Linked DNA regions of Sus scrofa: region 1 is linked to region 2. Evidence: chromatin contacts called from public Hi-C data. All regions are on one chromosome and are shown on one strand. The core of a region is the stretch at or near the end of the contact, and the rest is flanking DNA. Distances in the headings are between cores, read along the strand shown. Region 1 overlaps CD276 (CD276 antigen). Region 2 holds the start of NPTN (neuroplastin).

The links. Hi-C and Micro-C count contacts between places; a contact is called where the count stands out from the background.
Region 1: a Hi-C map of skeletal muscle shows a contact between it and region 2, with 3 times the contacts expected there. The contact joins the enhancer-like site here to the promoter of NPTN in region 2. A contact is called at or near these places in 14 of 47 Hi-C or Micro-C datasets (alveolar macrophages, brain, embryonic fibroblasts and 8 more) and 1 of 2 datasets of contacts at active chromatin or transcription factors (skeletal muscle).

Annotation. Positions count from the first base shown.
Region 1 is chr7:59,716,450-59,722,698 of Sscrofa11.1, forward strand. It overlaps CD276 (CD276 antigen), which reads right to left. Exons shown (of 10, transcript XM_021099076.1): 2 at 762-885. The coding sequence starts at 831. Among named protein-coding and RNA genes, the nearest start is that of CD276, 14 kb to the right of the region's middle. Within about 2 kb of position 2,057, at least 29 of the 83 cell types and tissues checked have an H3K27ac peak or open chromatin away from gene starts, as enhancers often do. A contact at or near this core is called in alveolar macrophages, mesenteric adipose tissue, omental adipose tissue and 3 more, where this site is marked.
Region 2 is chr7:59,767,219-59,773,484 of Sscrofa11.1, forward strand. It overlaps NPTN (neuroplastin), which reads left to right and starts at 1,392. Exons shown (of 9, transcript XM_021099078.1): 1 at 1,392-1,688. The coding sequence starts at 1,598.

The DNA of each region.
Region 1 (6,249 bases), core at 807-3,306, 50 kb before region 2:
GGCACCAGATACTCAGCTTTGTCTTCCCCTCATAGAGGAAGGCAGCAGCTTTCCCCCACTGAACAGGAACTGATTAGGACTTGAAATATGATGGAGATGTTATTAAAGTAGCTGCCATTATTGAATGCTAACTCTGTGCCAGGAACTGTGTGGGAAGACTTACATCCTTTACTCGACATGGTTATTAAGCACCTGCTATGTGGCTGGCATCAATCCTGGCCCTGGGGATAGAGCCTGCTCTTTGAGCAAAGCAGGCAATAATAAGCAAGTAAACCCATAATATGTCAGATGGGGATAAATCTTGGAAAGAAGCATGAAGGTCACGGAGAAGGGAGATGATGTGCTATTTTATACAAGGTAGCTGGGAAAGCCTGGGAAAGGTGACATTTGAGCAAAGACTGAAATGAAATAACAGATCTAGTCAGACAGACATGTGGGCACAGCAAGTTTCAGGCAGCGGGAACAGTACGTGCAAAAGTCCTGGGGAAGAAGCACATGTACAGTACGTTCAAGAAACAACATTATCACATTTAGTGCTCACCTTACCACTTCACAGAAAAGGAAATAAATGGAGGCTGAGAAATGTAAAGCAAGTTGCCCACTGGATCCCAGAGGGAGGAATGAGTGTGGATAGAGCACAGAGGAGATTGGAAGGTTAGTCAAAACCTCTCCGGCCCTGCTAGACAGAGAGGCTGAGCAGGAGCCCTGGTGGGAGTGGGTGCCTCCCCCCAAACCTCCAGGCCCCACTGTCCTCCCCTCACCTGTGAGGCAGAACCACAGCAGTCCCAGGATGGTGGCCACATGCACACGCCTGCTACCCAGTTGACACATCTTCCCGTGAGGCAGCTGACAGCTGGGCTTTCCGTGGTGGAAGGCTGCCCCTGCCTGTGAGGAAGAGGAAGTGAGGCCTTTGTCTTCAAAGGTCCTCCCCGGGCCTTCTCACTGCTGGGAGGTCCTCCCTCCCACACACTTCAAGGCTTGTGGCTGAGGGATATTTTGAGTGATGCTGGCAGGAGGGAACCAAGTCACTGGGGAGGCTGCGCCAGGGGAGGCGGGGCAGGGGGCAGCTGGGACCCTCCCTTAGGAACTAAGATGTTGGCATGTGAATATAAGAAAGGGGAGGAGTTCCTGTCATGGCTCAGTGGTAACAAACCCAGCTAGTATCCATGAGGATGCGGGTTCCATCCTTGGCCTAGCTCAGTGGGTTGGGGATCCGGCCTTGCTGGGAGCTGTGGTGCAAGTTGCAGATGCAGTCAGGATCCTGAGTTGCTGTGGCTGTGGTACAGGCTGGCAGCTGGAGCTCCACTTTGACCCCTAGCCTGGGAACTTCCATATGCCACGGGTGCAGCCTTTAAAAAAAATAAAGAAAGAAAGAAAGGGGGAGGCCAGGCAGCAGGTAAAGGCAAGGCTGGCCCACTCAGGGCAAGGACGGCACAGATCAGTTTGGCTCAAGACAATAGCTAGTAAAGAATAAGACTTGGAGACTGGCTAAGAGGTCGAAAGTTTATCCTAAAGGCAGCTGAGAGCCATGGAATGTTCTGGAATAGGGGACGTGGTATGGTCAGAGCGGTGCTTCATAAAGATTACTCTGACAGCATCTGCAGGATCAATGAGAAGAGCCTGAAAGAGAGACAAAGCAGGTCTAGGGGAAAGTGAGGCTCTGAGGACACGGGAAGAGGAAGGGAGCAGGCAGCGTGTCCCTGGTTTTAAGCCCAGTGACCGGGTGTGGTACTCACAGAGATAGAGGACACGGAAGGGTTCGGCGTAGGGCATGTGCAGTGAGCAGTGTTTGTGCAAAAACTTCCAGGGGAAACTTGTAGAAGACAGCTTGTTGTGAGAGCATGGGGCGGAGGGGAAAGGGCCCTGGCTAATTTAACACATGTATCTGAGCGAGCAAGACCAATAGAAATGGACACGGCTTGGACTGGGGCTGACCCTCCCCCGGCTGGAGTCTGTTCTGAGTAAGAGGCATTTCTGTGACACACACATCAGATCTGAGCCCAGACCTCCCTGGATCCAGCCCTGCCTGTTTCCCCCCACCCCCGCTGCCACCAAGCTGTTCTCCACTGTGACCCACAGCTGCTGCCAGATTGCTCCTGCCACAGGCTGATCCAGCCTTGTCACCAGTGTTGATTTAGGCTAGCCAAGACAGTTTGACAAAAATATACAGGGTTTCACATTCTCTGAACCACCCAGGGAACCAGGCTGCCTGACTTGGTCCCATTTTTGCAAGAGGAAAAAATTAAAGCCCAGATAAATGAGGGGACTTCATTAATGTGATGTAATTTGCCAGCGAGCTCAGACGAGAAGGGTTTGAGTTCCCCACCTCCTGCCACCCCTCTCTGCCCTTCCAGGGAGCAGATGTCATCAGCAGCCATTAGCATCAATTCTGGTCATAGGCGCCCAGGCTCAACTGTCCCAAGCCCAGTCAAGCACTGCCTCCCAAGCCCCCCACCCCCACCCCGGCCCCGCACACACTCCCAGGAGCTGAGCTGAGGGAGACCCTGAGCCAAGCCGGGTGCATCCTGCCCAGCACCGCCTCCCAGCTGTCCGCAGCAGGGAAGCCCTGAGCAGCCACTTCCTTCCCAAACACTTCCGCTGCAAACCTGGTGGCCTCAAAGCCTCGCCGCCTGCTGAGTCAGCAGCCTTCGCACTCCATTCATAAAGGCACCCTTGGCGGGCACCACATCCTGTCCACAAGGGCCACCTCGGCCCAGAGGAAACACTGGCAGGCAGCGGAATCGCAGGGACTGAGGGTTAAGAAGCTCCAGAGTCCAAGTCTCCCTTCCTTTCTTTCACCCGCAGACAGGACCAAGGACTGCCCGTTCTTCCTGGGCCTGCTTCCCCTCTGCCGCTGCTGCCCACGCCCCCCCCCAGCCCCCCCACCTCCGCCTTGGATCCTCCTGTGACCCTCCACTCTGTCCCCCCAACCCTACACTCTGTGAATGCCCTCTGAGGACCTGAGTCAGGAATCTGCTCACATCCTTCCCCTGAAAGGACCTCTCAAGGTCCCCATTTACCGCCAGAGTAAACCCACACTCCTCTGCTTGGCACTCAAGGCCTTTCTTAAGACCACCCCCTCCATCCATCAGGCTCATTCCCGTCCCTGAATTTTACTTGCCAGGGTCTCCTGGGACCTCCTGCCCCCTCCACGAATGTGGGGAGGTCAGGAAGCAACGCTCTTTTGATCAGAGCTTTCAGATTCCCCAAAGGGCCGGGCTGTCCTTCCCTCCAGAGGGAGGATGAAGGGTTCCCATGGGTGGGGTTGGACTTGCTCCCTTCAATTCCTTTTCTAGACTCTGGACCCAGGACGTACCCGCCCCCCCCCCTACTTACCCTGGGGAGGAGCCTCACAGGCCAGAACTGAGGACACTGAGAGACTCCCACCCCAAAGGCTGGGCCCCCCCAGAGCCAGGGCAGGAGGAAAAAGCACATCTCTGAGACCAGAGGCTGCTGGGGAAATGGGAGCACAGCCTGCGACCACTGGAACAGATAGGATCCCAGTACACAGAGCCTCAGAGAGACACAGACCTCACGCTGCATTCATAGCACCCCATCCATCTGTTCTACAAAGGGGAATTCTCATCCCTGGGCAGGACCTGCCCTGGAGCCTGCCAGTTGGTCCTCCCTCCTCCTCCTCCTCCTCCTCTTCCTCCTCCTTCCCCTTCGTCTACCCCAGACCCAGCCAAATGTGAGAACTCCAAGGAGCCCTGCCAGGAGAGACGACAGGGTGCCTTGGCTTTCCCAGAGAAGTGGGAGTGAGGGGCCCAGGCCACCTCTGGCCTGAGGCTACAGCAAGTGCATCCAACACCAGCAGAGGTGGAGCCACAGGGAAGCTCCCAAGAGATGCCCCAAGAGGTATCCCCATAAAGCCAAAAGCAAAAATCAAGGGCTATCCTGGGCGCTACACCAATGTGCCCTGAACCTGGGGATAGATGTCCGGGAAGAACTCCTTGTCCAACCATGACCACCAGTAGCACCCAATATTCCCTTAACCCCCTCCCTTCCCAATCCCTGCAGGGGCTTCTTGGACAACACTTCCCACAAAAAAGGGCAAGAAGTGTCAAGCCACATAACCAGTGTCAATTTTTGCTGACCAGCATAGCAAAGACGCACAGCTGTTAAGCCCCTGGATCCAGCTATGCCTGAAGTAAGATGCACACCTAGACTGCCCAGATACTTGAGCCAATCATTTTTTCCCCTCAATCTAGTTTGAGCTAAGTTTCTATTACTTGCAGTTGAAGGAGTCCCTGCATATACATTCATTTGTGTATTTAGTTATTCACTTCACTATTCATCTAGTGCCTGGGAGGACAGAGGGGACTAAGCTGAGTCTGCCCTCAAGAAGCCTGCATTCCCATAGGGAAGTTCACAGAAATCACTGTAGTTCAGGACAGTGTACTATTGAAGATCCAGCGAGGGCCACTTGGAGGTACCTCAGAGCCATGATAACCCTGACAAATGATGAGTAGCTCCCCAGGTAGACAGACTGGGAAAGGTGGCCTCCCCCAGCCCCCAAAGACCTGTCTTCCTGGCACCGCCTGTCTGCCTCTCAGCCAGATCTCTTTGACATAGTAACAAGGGAGCTCAAAGTTTGATTTTAGGCCCAGTTGGCCTTTTGCTGTGCAGTCTTCACAAGTGACTTCTCCTCTCTGACCTCAATGTTTCCATCCTTAAAAGAAGCACTTTACTGGACACTAAGGAACCTCATGAGTGTGTAAAGCCTTCATGTACTATATCCTTAAGGTCTAGCCAATTAAATGCCATGCATGTCACATTGAAATGTACAGAACTGTGGCAGGAACCACTAGTGTTCTTACGTCTATTCTCCTCCTCTTCTGTAGGAAATTTCATTAGGCACATGGCCACTAGACTAAAGACTACAGATCCCAGCCTGCCTTGCAGCAGGGTGTAACCATGTGACCATTTGCTGGCTAACAGGATATGAGAGGAACTGATATGTACAACTTCTGGGTCATGCTTTTAAAGAGAAGGAGCATACCCTCCCTCTTCCCACTGGCTGAAACGCAGACGTGGTGAGCCACCTAGGGGCCAAAGCCATCATGCTGCCAAAGGCACTACCCTGGGGACTGTGGGCAAGCACGACAGAAGGCCCCAGGGGGGCTGCAGTATCAGCCCTGGACATACCCTGTCCCGTGGGTGAGAATAAGCATCTCTTCTAGCGTCACTGTTATTTTGAGTCTTTCTTATAGCATCTGAAGTGACTAATTTAGGGACCCATCCCTCCTTCCTCTCCCACCTTCTTTTTCCCCCTCTTCCCACCCCATGAAAATTGCTACTGCTCAGAGCAACAAAGGAAGACCACATCTAAAATAGGTGTTTCAAAATATGCACTGGACACTGTCTCATCCAAGTCACTTACTGATACCCAGGCCCAGCTTAGGAGATATTTCAAGGGTAGACAGAACCAGGTTTAGTGATTGTCTGGGAGGGAGGGAGGGGCTGAAATAACCAAGGATGTACTGAAGGCTTCAAGCCATGGGAGCCTGGAGGCATACATAGAAGGAAGGGATTCCTGGAAACGAAGCACGTCGAGAGGGAAGAACAATTCCAGCTGGGCTTGAGCTATGGATCATCCATGACAAAATGTCGGATGGACTCTTGGACACACAGAACTGGAGCTCAGAACAGGATGGGAGAGCTGTCTGTGCACTGGTGGGATGGAAGCCAAAGTTGGGGTCACTGAGAGAGATCGTGGAATGAGAGGAGGGGCCTCCCACAAATTCTAAGAAGCTGCAGAAGTGAACGGTCAGGCAGCAGAAAAGAGAACCTCTTTCTGGCCACTCCCACACCCTCCAGTGATGGGCACCCTCCACCTCCTACAGAAGTCCCACATCAGTCCTCGTTCGACCCCTTGAACCATGCAGACCAAGTATGCCTCCTTCCTTCCAATGGCCCTGCAGGTATTAGATCTTCTTCTTCCTGGCTGAGGTCATATTCGGCAGCCATGCCACACTGTTCCCCAAAACAACCCAAAATAACAGACTTTCAAATCTATGGCCAATGACCAGAAGTCACTTGCTCGCATTGCTACGGATCCACATCTCGCCCATCCTCTTCTGAAAGATTTGGGGAAGGAGTATAGGCCGTTTTGTTTGTTACTATCACATTTCATCCAGTTAAGCTGAGTCCATCACTCCAGTTGCCATGATCTTCGTTTTTTAATTGTAGCAAAATACACATAAGCAGTCTACCACTGTACCCATTTTCAAATGTACAATTCCACAG
Region 2 (6,266 bases), core at 142-2,641:
GGTTGTATCTGACCAAAGCTTCCATCAGCTGAAAACACTGGTTCTACCACAGGCAGCCCTGCAACCCTCCACATAGAGCTGTTTGCTGAATATCCTTTGTTCAAAGATACATGTCAACCTTTTTGTTACACATCTGAGGTTTTGAAAGATATAGTTTCATTTCCGTGAAAACATGCTATACTTATAGACCCAGTGCTTTCTAGAAAACTCAGTCTGGAACCACCAGCTGTGTGGTTCTTGCTGAAAGCTTATAGACCGCTTTGGCTTGAGAGTGTGAAGATTATGGTGAGTGCTTCTTCTTACAGTTTCTCCAAGTTTTCTCTTCGAAATGAGTCAGGTCACTGGGGCTGTTTACTTGGCTCCTCTTGGTTTCACTCCACAGACACTCCCCAGGATGTCTGCTCTGAGTCAGGGATTAGCTAAATCACAGAAACTCCTTTACCAACCAAGGATTGACAGGGCTCGGGGTAATGCCAAAAATACCCTTAAAAAGAGCACTTCCCAAACTTCCATGCAAACAGTAGTGACCACATTGCCAGAGCACTTGGCTGGCTCCCTTCCTATGGATGGTTTTCCTGTACAGTCATTTTTCTTCCTAGTTCCTCTGATAGACTAGGTTGTGAACTTTTTGATCTGGGTTTCACAGCAAATTAAAAACTTGGTACACAGCAGGTACTCAAATGTTGGCTGTGTGAAAATGCTTCTGAAGAGTCTTCGTATAAGTTAATACATGATGGCATCCTTATAGAATTTATTGTCTACATTGTCTAACTAGCAATTAGGCTAGTTGAACTTCAGGCCTGAGATTCTAAGTAGTTAAAACAAGGCCAAAACGAGGGGAGGGGGGGCGGGGGGAATAGAAAGGCAAGGAAAAGGAGGACATTTCACGCAGAGGGAGATGAGTAAAGCACAAGGTAATACCAGTTGTCATTTAGCCTGAAAGGTTAAAACATGGGGGTTAACGTGGGAGGCTGAAGCCAGATGTCAGGAGGGAGTCTAAGGTCAAAGTCCAGATGGAAGAAATAGCAGGACTTTGATAGAGAACAATGAGAGGAAGGCTTAAAAGAGGCGGTGGTGCATTAAATTTTGCAGCCAAGCGCTCCAACAAACGAAAGGCAGGATGGGCGGAGGAAATATTATGTTCCCAAAGCTTCCTCTTATTTATGGGCGTTTCACAGAGGGATAAGCTAAATGCAGACTTCTCGGTTCCCCAAGGCCAGGAGAGCTTCAGGAGCCCCGCCTCTCCCCATCACGTGGCCAGAAGCACCGTTGGCACGTGATCCACCTCGCGCTAGGCCAATCGGCCTCTCCAGGGGCGGGGACACAGAGTCCGAGGGGCGGGAGGATCGCTTGCGGCCGCCTCTTCTCGCGATCCTTGACGCCGTCGCTGCTCAACCGCCCACGGCCGGGAGAGATTGTCTCGCGAGGCCTGGGCGCTGCGGCGGTAGGAGGAGGACGGGGAAGGACGGAGCCGAGCCGCGGCTGCCTCCCTCGCTCTCTCCCTGGCACACTCGCCCGCCCCCTCCCTCCCTCCCCTCCCTTCCCCAGCCCCGGCTCCGGCCCCGGCCAATTCGCTGTTCGGTCTTCTGCAGGGAGGATGTTGGGCTCGTCGCTTCCCAGCGCCCTGGCCCTCTCGCTGTTGCTGGTCTCTGGCTCCCTCCTTCCAGGACCAGGCGCCGCTCAAAACGGTAAGCCGGGCGCCGGGGGCGGGCCGGGCGGGGGCTGAGGGACACTGGTGGCCGGAGGGAGCCGTCCAGGGCCCAAGGAGGTGGCGGAGCTGGGGGAAAGGGGCCCGTCGGAGTCTGAGGGGCTGCGGACCCGAGAGGAGCAGATGCCGGTTGGGAGTTCGAAGAGGCGAGGGTGTGAGAACCGGAGGCGCCTGTCCGAGAGGTGGGGGCGTCCGATAAGAGCTCGAGGTGTTGCTGACTTAGAGGCTCCACGTCTTGGGCTCGTCGCTCTCAGTCGGGGAGGGGACACCGAGGAAGCCGACGTGGGGAGCCGGAGTAGCGGGGGCGGATGAGGAGGGGGCGCAGCGTTTAAAGAAGGCGGCACAAGACAGGCGTTTGTGTTTAAGGTAATGGGGAGTGGTGTCAGGCTCTCCTTGAGACCAGGGGTCCCAGGCGCTGTAAATGTCCAGGATTCAACTGGGGCCCCGTGAAACTGGTGACATCCTTAAAAAAATAAGGGAGATGTTGGGGGGAAGGGAGTCCTGAAGAATACTGAGCAGAGTACTAGAGCCTTAAGGAGGGCATAAAGAATCAGGGAGCCTTGGCTGTGGAGGTGGAGGGAAGGTGGGTGGAAAGCCAAGGTAGTGGGTTGACTGCAGTAGGAGATCTAGAAAGAGGAGCAGCAGTGGCTCTAAATGAGATGGGGAAAGAGGGCTGGGTTTGCTAAGGAGGGTGGAGTGTTGGGCATTCTAGGGTAGTGGTTGGGAGAGCAAAAGGGAGTTTCTAAATAAGGAGAGGAAAATTGAGCAGAGGATGGGGAGAAAGGCTTGAAACTGAGGGTAGGGGGAATTATTTATTAGCGAAATAAGGGTGCCTGGCTCTAGAGATGGGGGTGGGGGAAGACAGAAAATAAAGGAAGGGAGTAAAATGCAGGAAGCCGGGGGTGTAATGTTGGTTTACAGTGTGGAGGATAAATTAGGGAAGGGAGGAGCTGAATGTGGCAAGTGTCTATGATACTGGTGGGGCCTTTGGGAAGGCAGGGACGCATAGCTGGAACTGCAGTGGTGGGATTGAGGGCAGTTACCGGAGAGAGGGAGATGAAGGAAGTGGATTTTTAAGATCTAAAAGTTTCAAGACAGAAGAGACATTATTTCTGAAGAACATAAAGGTAGTCCTTAGAATTCGTGTGCAGGGTACACTTGAAAGGAGAGAATTGGGTTTTGAACTGAAGCTCTTCAGAGAAGATGGAAACATGGTGATGGGGGATTTAGATAAAAAGATTCTGATTGTTGAGGGTATGTGTCACAATTGAGCTGCCTAATTGATCTTTTAGAGATGAGACTAGAAAGTGTTCTGCCTAATTGATCTTTCAGAGATGAGACTAGAAAGTGTTGTGAACTGGTTTCTGCTCTGTGGAAACAGTCTTTAAGAGGTTTAAAAAATATTTTTATAGGAAAAACATTTATGAGGGTGAACTCATACATGAGAGTGCTGGAGAAAGAGTTATAAACTATTTTTGCTAGTTCTTTGGGGTTTCATTGTTTTTATGCTAGAACAGTTTGCAGTTACTCTTGTGAATAGCTGACATTTAAATGTTTTTTATTAAAAAAAAGGTAAATGTTAGAGCTAATGGAGTTAAACATTCTAAAGAGAATCTAGGCTCAAAATGCTGAAGATTACAGTGAAAAGATATCAATAAAGATTGAAAAAGCATCATCAGTTAAATATAAGTGTTTTTTGCAGCAAATTGTGTGAATCAAATCTTGTGTATGCTTCATGGCCATGAATGATCACTGCAGGAGTCAGGAAGGAAGCATTTTTCTGTCTCTAGCATTGAATATGCTAAGTATATTGGGTATTTTCCTATTTTCCTCCAAAGCATGAGGCCACGGTGGAAAGCGGGATAGAATCAGTCTGATTTATCTTAGCAGTTTTTAGTCTGTGTTAATAATATGACTTAAGCCTAATAACTAATTTCACCTATTTGATTTGTAGATACAGCAAGGTTTCATTCGGCACAATTAGAGGTTTTTGATTTTTAACATGTTTAATCTCTGTGCTAGCATAGCTTCTTTTGAAAATTTATAATACGGTGAAATTGTAGTTTCTTAGCAACTAAAGGTTTTTGGATAGGCCTACAAAGACTCATCTGGTTGTTCTCAGTGATATGTGTTCTAAATACAGCATAGTGTGCAGCCTTTTCCTTGAAATGAGCTTGAATTTGATCACATGACATGACTGGTGAAGTGAAGCTGAGCTTGTAGTTGACCCAAATGAATGTAAATTTAAATCGAGAAAGAAATGGCTCTGTGTGTGTGTGTGTGTGTGTGTCTGTGTCTGTGTCTGTCTGTCTGTCTGTCTGTCTGTCTCTGTCTGAGGGAGAGGGCAAGAGAGAGAAAAGGGCTGTTTTTTGAATTGGAGTCCATATAGGTTAGGATGCCATTTTATAGCTTTCTATATAGCATGTCTATAAGATTCAAACTTTCAATTAGTAATAGCTTTACAGTAGTCTGACCTCATGTCATGGAGTTTGTATTTTCTTACAGTATTTCAGGAATGAATACCATGCTCTGGATGATGTTGAAATGTTGGATTATCTGTTTTAAGTGATGACTTTTGAAAAATCTCCCCAAACCCAAGAGTTTCTGGATTGGGTATGTGGTAGTTTAGTTTGGGTATAAATGCTTTTCAAAAGATCTCTGTTTCATTATTCCTAAAATGAAGAATTTGGACTAGATGACCCTTGAAGTCTCTTCCAGCTATGATACATTATTATAGAAATTTAGGGTTTTCATTCAGGTAGAATTTGTTTCCCATCCAAATATTTAGACTTGTAGGACTATAGTTTCAAGAAAAATGTAGTTCATTTTAAAGGAAGAAACCTGTCCTAAAAAATAACGTTTCTGATAAGACTTCAAAAAGCTTTAGGCTGAAATTAAATTGAATAAGCATAAACCAGACATTATATCGTGATTGAGAGCACAGACTTTGGATCCCTGTAGACCTGAGTTTGAGTACTAACTCTTTGTAGCTGAATGACCTTGAATAAGATACTTAATACTTCCAAGCCTCAGTTTTATCATCTGTAAAATGTGATTTATAACAATGCAAATCCCTTGGGGATAATGTGAGAATTAAATGAGACTGGCCATAAGGCACTTAGATTTCTGCCTGGCATATAGTGAGCCTCAGTAGGAAGTAAGTTTTTACTATATGTAACATATGTTACATATGCTACAGTACTATATGTAGCATAACAGTACTATATGTACTAAACGTTTGCTTACTATAGTGAGTAAATGTTAGCTATTACTATTACTACCCTTTAAAAGTACCATTATTAATTATTTCTCTTCATGTATATATTGAACACTTAATTGTTATTTCTGCTCCATGTCATCTTGAATAAAGTAGGCCATTTGAAGGCTCCAAACAGATTTGTGCTTTTGCTTATGTAACTTTTTTAGAAAAGTGACCAGCTGTGCTGCCTCTGCAATTGCAGATTCTGGTGAGGAAGTTCATATTTCCATTTCATTGTCTGGGAGATTTCATGACTTTCTTTTTCTTTTAGTGAACTAAATATCTTTTCGTATAGGCTGGATGTCACCATTTTCATAGAATCTCGTTGTGAATAAGAGAACTAGGATGTTAGTACCTGGTACACAATGAAGTGTTGGAGATGTTAGCTGAGGGATGAATGTTAAGTGTAAAAATGTAATATATTCATGTTGAAAATATAAAATTGGATAATTAACAGTTTAGTAGGAAAAATCAAGGAGTCTAATGACTTTTACTACTAATGAACTAAATTTTAAGAAACCATTTTGCTTGGGTGATACTAGATAGTTGTGAACATTGTGCTTTGAAACAATGCCAGTATTTGCATTAGATGATTCATGAATCTTTTTCTTTTCTGTCAAGTGCTGTTAGCTTCACTAGTTTGACAATTTTCTCTCCCTGGAGTATGTTTTTAGATGTGTATTTGCTATTGATTGTGCATCTCTCCTTTGGTGAACTAAAATGAGCAGTGGAAGACAAATGTTATCTACAGTAGCTGTGGCACAAATGACATACCAAATATCTAGCGACAGATCTTAGCATAATTAATCCAATAAGATTTTAAATGACCAGAAGTAATAGTTTACCTTGGAATAAAGCATTTCCTAAGGAGATCATAAGCCCCTAGACTGCCAGGCAACTGACAACAATGTCACTACTGATAAAGTGGAGCACCAGGCATGAGAAATTGGTCTAGGGACTGGGGTGAAAAGGCCATGTTATAACTTCAGGACCCAGACACTTAGTCTTAGATTTTCAAGGTTCCTGTATCCAAATTAGAAAGCGATACAGGTGTGGTTTTGTGTTGCCAGACATAATAGTTTAACCTAGTAATATATCCAAGTTTAAAAACAACAAAAGGAAATAACAAGCTTTTAAATATAAATTTGGGAGTTCCCATAGTGGCTTAGTGGTTAAAGAATCTGACTAGCATCCATGAGGATGCAGGTTCGATCCCTGGCCTTGCTCAGTGGGTTAAGGATCTGGCGTTGCCTTGGGCTGTGGTGTAGGTTGCAGATGCAGCTTGAATCCCGTGTGGCT